Regions from separate parts of the Zea mays genome. Here region 1 is linked to region 2. The links are chromatin contacts, called in public Hi-C maps. All regions are on one chromosome and are shown on one strand. The core of a region is the stretch at or near the end of the contact, and the rest is flanking DNA. Distances in the headings are between cores, read along the strand shown. Region 1 holds the start of LOC103654617 (BEL1-like homeodomain protein 1). Region 2 holds the start of LOC100276025.

What was found. A called contact is a pair of places that touch in the nucleus more often than the background predicts.
Region 1: a contact with region 2 is called in a Hi-C map of tassel, with 3 times the contacts expected there. The contact joins the promoter of LOC103654617 here to the promoter of LOC100276025 in region 2. A contact is called at or near these places in 2 of 25 Hi-C or Micro-C datasets (ear and tassel).

Annotation. Positions count from the first base shown.
Region 1 is chr4:219,253,055-219,256,038 of Zm-B73-REFERENCE-NAM-5.0, reverse strand. It overlaps LOC103654617 (BEL1-like homeodomain protein 1), which reads left to right and starts at 1,604. Exons shown (of 5, transcript NM_001357887.1): 1 at 1,604-1,670; 2 at 2,420-2,984. The coding sequence starts at 2,538.
Region 2 is chr4:218,970,595-218,973,523 of Zm-B73-REFERENCE-NAM-5.0, reverse strand. It overlaps LOC100276025, which reads left to right and starts at 1,340. Exons shown (of 2, transcript NM_001374094.1): 1 at 1,340-1,669; 2 at 1,750-2,929. The coding sequence starts at 1,406. The coding sequence ends at 2,892.

The DNA of each region.
Region 1 (2,984 bases), core at 355-2,854, 280 kb before region 2:
TATCATCTGATCATCTCCAATCTCTCTCTCTCTCTCTCAAGGTCTCAGAGTCGTAGTACTATTGCGGCTCTCTCACTCTCTCTCTGCTGCGACTAATGATGAGGAGAGAAAAAAAAAGTATGTCAAGTCATTTGGACATCCAAACCTCAGAACATTATCCAGTACCTTTCCTAAATGGAAAACACTCGGACCGGTTTGTTTGGTTGGGAATTGAATTCCATAATAATCACAATTTAGATACAAAATAATAATTTAGACACAAACTAATTAAGTTAATATGCAATTTATTTGTATATTATCTTAAATCATATGAGAGAGATAGTTATACAGTACATTTATGCTATAAAGAAGCAAGCAAAAGCGTGTGCTATAAGTTGTACACTAGAAAAAGTAGCATATGTAAATCTATAGAATCAATTTACATCTCTCATCCCATGAATTTGAGATATACTTGTATATAAACTCTATAAAGTTATGTAATGTCATGTTCTAAAAAATAAAAAAAAAATAGTATGCTCCGCTAGTTAGATTTCAATTCCTTAAAATCAAAGAAAACAAACGGGCCCTGAGATAGATATGGTGAAATAATTGATTCAATTGGTCCAATTAATATTGTCGTTGAGATAATTTCTTGTATGCTCTTGCCACTACCTGTCTATTCTGCAAAGTATCTCCTATGAATATAATGCCTTGGTTAACACTTAACGCAAGAGGGAACCATATCACAGCTAGGTAGCTTGAGGTGTGCGCGTGGCTTTCGTCGAGCCAAATCATTGTGCTTGCGGAAAACTCAAAAAATAAAGAATTCTCTGTTTTCTTCTTGTATACAGTCATGTTTAACAAAAAAGAAAAAAAAAAGAAAGGAGGGTGAGGTTGCTTTAACCAAATTTAATGGGTGTTTGGTTTGTAGGGACTAATTTTTAGTCCCTACATTTTATTCCATTTTAGTTCTAAAATTATCAAATATAGAAACTAAAATTTTATTTTAATTTCTATATTTAGCAATTTATAGACTAAAAAGGAATAAAATGAAGGGACTAAACATTAGTCCCTAGAAACCAAACACCCCTTACAGTACATAAAAGTCCACATGCATGCTGCATGCACACGGTTGATATTTGAGGGCACAGAGCGCAATCACTCCCTACTTGTACACACCAGTCCTCTCTGATTGCGTTGTGTGCTCAAATTGGTCACCCAAGGCCAAAAACTGTGCAGATGGGGTCTGCACACCTAAAATGCTTTTGCATTGCTTCATGTGTGTGTGAGAGAGAGAAAGAGAGAGGAGTGGGGAGAAAAATCTTGTAGCTAGCTAGAAATCTAGAGAGAATAAAAAGGGGGAAGTTGTGGGGGCTGGGCTGTGTGAGGATAATATTGGAAGTGGGAGGTGGGTATCCTTCCTCCACTGTCCTTTTTCATCTCTCTCTCTCTCTTTTCTCTCTCTAAAAGACTTTGCTAATTGGCCTGCTAGCCGGTCTCCCTCCCCCGGCCTCTTTCCCTTTCAGCTGGAGGAGATAGATGAGAGAGAGGATCAGAGGAAGCAGGAAGGAGAGAGGGATATATAGGCCGGTGTCTTCTGTAGAGAGAGAGATTGAGAGCAAAAGGGAAATAAAGGAGCTCTCGCAGGCACTCGGTACTGACATGAGTGATCTCATGCTCTTGATACCTTGGTACTCTTACATCACCCCTTCTTCACCTTCTTCTTGTTCTTGCTCATCCCTCCTCTCCGGCCCTCTCTTCCTCCTGCCTCTCTCTAGCTAGGACGATCTTCAACAACCCTCTCCCCCTCTAATTCTCTTTCCCCATATAGAGAGAATAAAGGAGAGAGAGAGGCGAAGGCAGGCAGCTAATTTTCTTTTGTTCAAGGGAAAGGACAGCACGTGCCGGAGCTCATAAGCTGGTAGCTGCATCAGTTCCTGAGGTAACTGACATAGAGAAATAGATAGAGATGGTGAGGAGGAAGATAGATGTGTGCGCTGCTGGGGTGATGTGTATGTGTGCGTGCTTGTGTTGACATCTGCGCACCCCGTTTTTTTCTTTGTTAAATCACTTGATGAAGATGGGATGATGCCTGCCTTTTCCTTTCCTTATTAATATATTTTTTCTCTCTCTCTGATACTGATGCCTATTCCACATCTCTCTCAAGCTATCTCCTCTCGAGCTGCTAGATATAGCTAGCTTAGTGTGTTCTTCCTTTTCCATGCATATATACATGCTGGCATGCTGCACCCTAGCTAGCTACACATCTCCCTCTCCCCCCTGCAACCTTCACTCTTCATGGATCCAGTTTCACTTCTCACGCCACATACTCCTCAAATCATTGCTTTGGTATTCTTTTTCATTTTTTTTTTGTTCATCTGAGGTAGTGTTATGTGTTTATAACCTCTTCGATTCTTGTTCTTCCTCTTTGGGCTTGCAGGCAAAACCACCTGCTTACGATCTTGCAGTCATCATCACGCTATTAGTTGAGGATAATTTCGCGCACAAGAGCACGACAAGCCGAGATTTTTGGGGGCGTCGGCGTCGACCTGTAGGCGATGGCGGCGTACTACCACGGTGGCGCCGGCACGGACATCCAGGCCAGCACCGACGGCCTGCAGACGCTGTACCTCATGAACCCGAGCTACGCCGGCGGCTACGCTGACGACGGCGGCGCGTCCACGCCGGGGGCGGCCAACATGATGCTCCTCAACTCGGCCGTGACCACCATGACGCCGGCGTCCTTCGCGCACCACCACCAGCAGCAGTCGCCGCCGGCCGCGCAGCAGCACTTCGTCGGCATCCCGCTCCAGGTCCAGGCGCCGCCGCCGTCGGGCTACAACCTGTGGACCCCGGCCATGGCTGGCGGCGCCGCGGACATGTCGCCGCAGGCGCAGGCGCAGACTCCCGGCGCCGCGGGTGCTGCTGGGGTCAGCGCCGTGCTCAGCCTGTCGTCCCGCGAGGCGCCGCCGGTCACCGTGGCCGCGGTGGCCGCCTGCACCGAC
Region 2 (2,929 bases), core at 91-2,590:
CTATGCTCAAATTATTACTAGCTAAGCTTTTTGGGTGCAAATATCTTGCTTTTTGTTTGATCTCATGTTACTAGGATTCAGTGCAAAGGTTATTTTTCTCTCGCCATCATTTTGTTTTACCGGTGTAATGGTAAAGAAGAAGCATGGTTTTGCTAATTGTTGAGCTGGCCTTTTCTTTTTAGCTTCCATATGAAGACATGACACCTCTTTAGGCAGCAGTTGTCAGTGTTTAAAAGGTGTCGTAGCTTAACACAGAAGTTACTATGGTTTGTTAAAAAAAGAATAGTAGAACATCTTGTTGTTATCATACTCCTTTAATTTGTTGAAAGGAAAAGGTTCCAAATAGAAGGCGAATGTTGAGTTGTAACTCATTTATATTTTTTCGGTGCTTGGTGGGGAAGTAAAATACTCCTTGTGAAAGTGTTGTGGAGTTCCTGTTTCGAATCCTAATTTGGTAGATACGATACCTCTTCATGCAGGATCTGAGGTTTACTATTGTCGCTGCTACACATCCTATGCTCACTGAACTACTATAGAGATGCTGGCAGAAAGATCCTACTCTAAGACCAACCTTTGCAGAGTTTGTGGATACATCGAACTCTATACATGAGGTGTGCGTTCACACAAAGAACTACATGCATTTATCATGTTTTTGGTTTCATCTTATTCTATATTTTTTCACACGCTATATTTCAGGTGGTTCGTAGTTCTATGCATCACAATAGGCATCCAGGCCGATCTCACTCTTCTTCGTGTTCGTGCCCGCTGTCTAGGATGGCACTGTAGTGCTGATAGAGTTGGACGGTACCATCAGGCTCGACTGGATCTGGATGGGATGGACTATGCTCGTGCTGAAGGAGAGAGAGAGAGAGAGAGAGTGCTTGGCTGGCGGGGGACCATATTTCGGTTCATATTTTTTTATGGGTTATGTTAACTGTCATGTCATATTAAGCAACTCAACTTTTAGACATTTCTGTCTTTGCGAGAGAAGTACCAAAATAGTTTCACTTTATTCTACTCTCATATGTGTTCATGCCGCTACCACTAATCATATAAGGGTAAGATTATATTTGTTAGCAAACAATTTTTAAGATATTAAAGTTGGTGATAATATAAGTGTTTTTTGTTTCTATGTAATTATTGTGCATTAATATTTTACTAAATATTTTATTTGACATTGTAAAGCACGGACATGTAACTAGTGTCTTATTAAAATAACACTTCCTAAAATTACTCGTACTAGGAAAAACAGGGATGAAGGGGATTTGAGTTTCAAGGTCTCCCAAAAACTGCCACAGGTTTACACAGCCCAACAAGTCGTGGCCCATTGGCGTGAGACACACTACGCAGAACTTCGCCGCCGTCGCCTTTCTCAGTTTCTCCTGGGAGCTTGCCTGTGTCGAACATGGCGGTGGCTGCGACGACGGTGCTGGACATCGCGGAGCTCTCCTTCTCCGACTTAGTCGCCCTCCTATCTCCCGAGACTCTTGCTGACGACGGCCGCTGCCGACGTGTTGTGGACACCGTCGCAACCGAGCTCGGCCGAGGTGGGTCCGGGTTGCTGGCTATCGACGGAGTGCCGCGCGTGGGCGCCCTCCGGCGACGACTCCTCCCCTTGGCCCGACGCGTCGCCCTCATGGATCACCTGACCCGCTCCCAACTCCTCAAGGTACCCCTGCACCTCCCCTTTCGATCTCGTTGATGTTGAAACTACAGTGTGCCTTGATATATTTCCGTCGATTATTTCAGAAGCACGGTTTGGGCAGCGACGTTCCTTTGAAGAAGCTCGATCGGTCCGTATCCTCGTTCGCGCAGCTTCTAAGGCATTCAGGTGAACTCGTCTTGCTAGAGTCGGTGAACAACAATGGGTTCAATTCTTCTGATAGGGTACAGGATTGTAACCAATCCGAGGATGTTAATGATGATGATGATGCTGATGATATGGATAATCTGGGTGACCTCATTAAGGAGCTTGGTTTGTACATGATGGAGCTTGGAATCTTGATTGCACGAGCTTGCGATATTGTCATCGGTAGAGGTCAGCTAGAGCAGAGCATCACTGACTTTGGGACAGCAAAGGCTAGGCTCATTCACTACCACTCTGAGCTGGATAACATTGTGATCAGGGATAACAATGCAAAGAGGAAAGGTTCGGCAAGTAAAGTGGCAGTACAACCTTACCAGTCATGCTCTGGAAATAGGTCCGGGTCAGTGTGCCCGTGCTGTATTAAGTCAGAAGATGGGACTACTGTAATGGCAATAGAAGAAAATAATTCTAATGATGCCTCGATTCAGGGTCAGGCTGCTGAAATTTCCCTGTTAAACCTATGGCAGGAATGGCACTATGACTATGGAATCTTCACTGTTTTAACAGCACCGTTGTTCATGAGCGTCTCTGAGGATGAAAAAAGTTTGGTCAATCTGGAATATCATCCTCCTGATGGCCACACACACCTACAGTTATGCAATGGAAGGAAGATATTCTCTGTTAGATGCTCTCCTGAGAGCTTCATTGTTCAAGTTGGAGAGGCAGCAGACATCTTGTCCCAAGGGAAATTGAAATCTACACTTCATGCTGTGAGTAGACCTTCGAGTTCCACAGACATCAGCCGTGAGACTTTTGTTGTCTTCCTACAGCCCTCGTGGGACAAACTTTTAGCTTATCCTGGTTACTCTTTAGATGCTGAAGGTGAACCCATTCTTAGCAAGCAGACTTCAATCATCAGTGATGGATCAGCAGGGCCTTGTAATGAAGATGCATTTATGCAAGAAATTCTGAAAAAAGTTCCACCTCTATCATCAAGGCTAAAAGAAGGGATGACATTTGCAGAATTTTCTCGTCAGACAACAAAACAGTATTATGGTGGCAATGGCATCCAACAGAACAATTGAGCACTTGCAATACAATGGCAATGCATGTAGCACACAA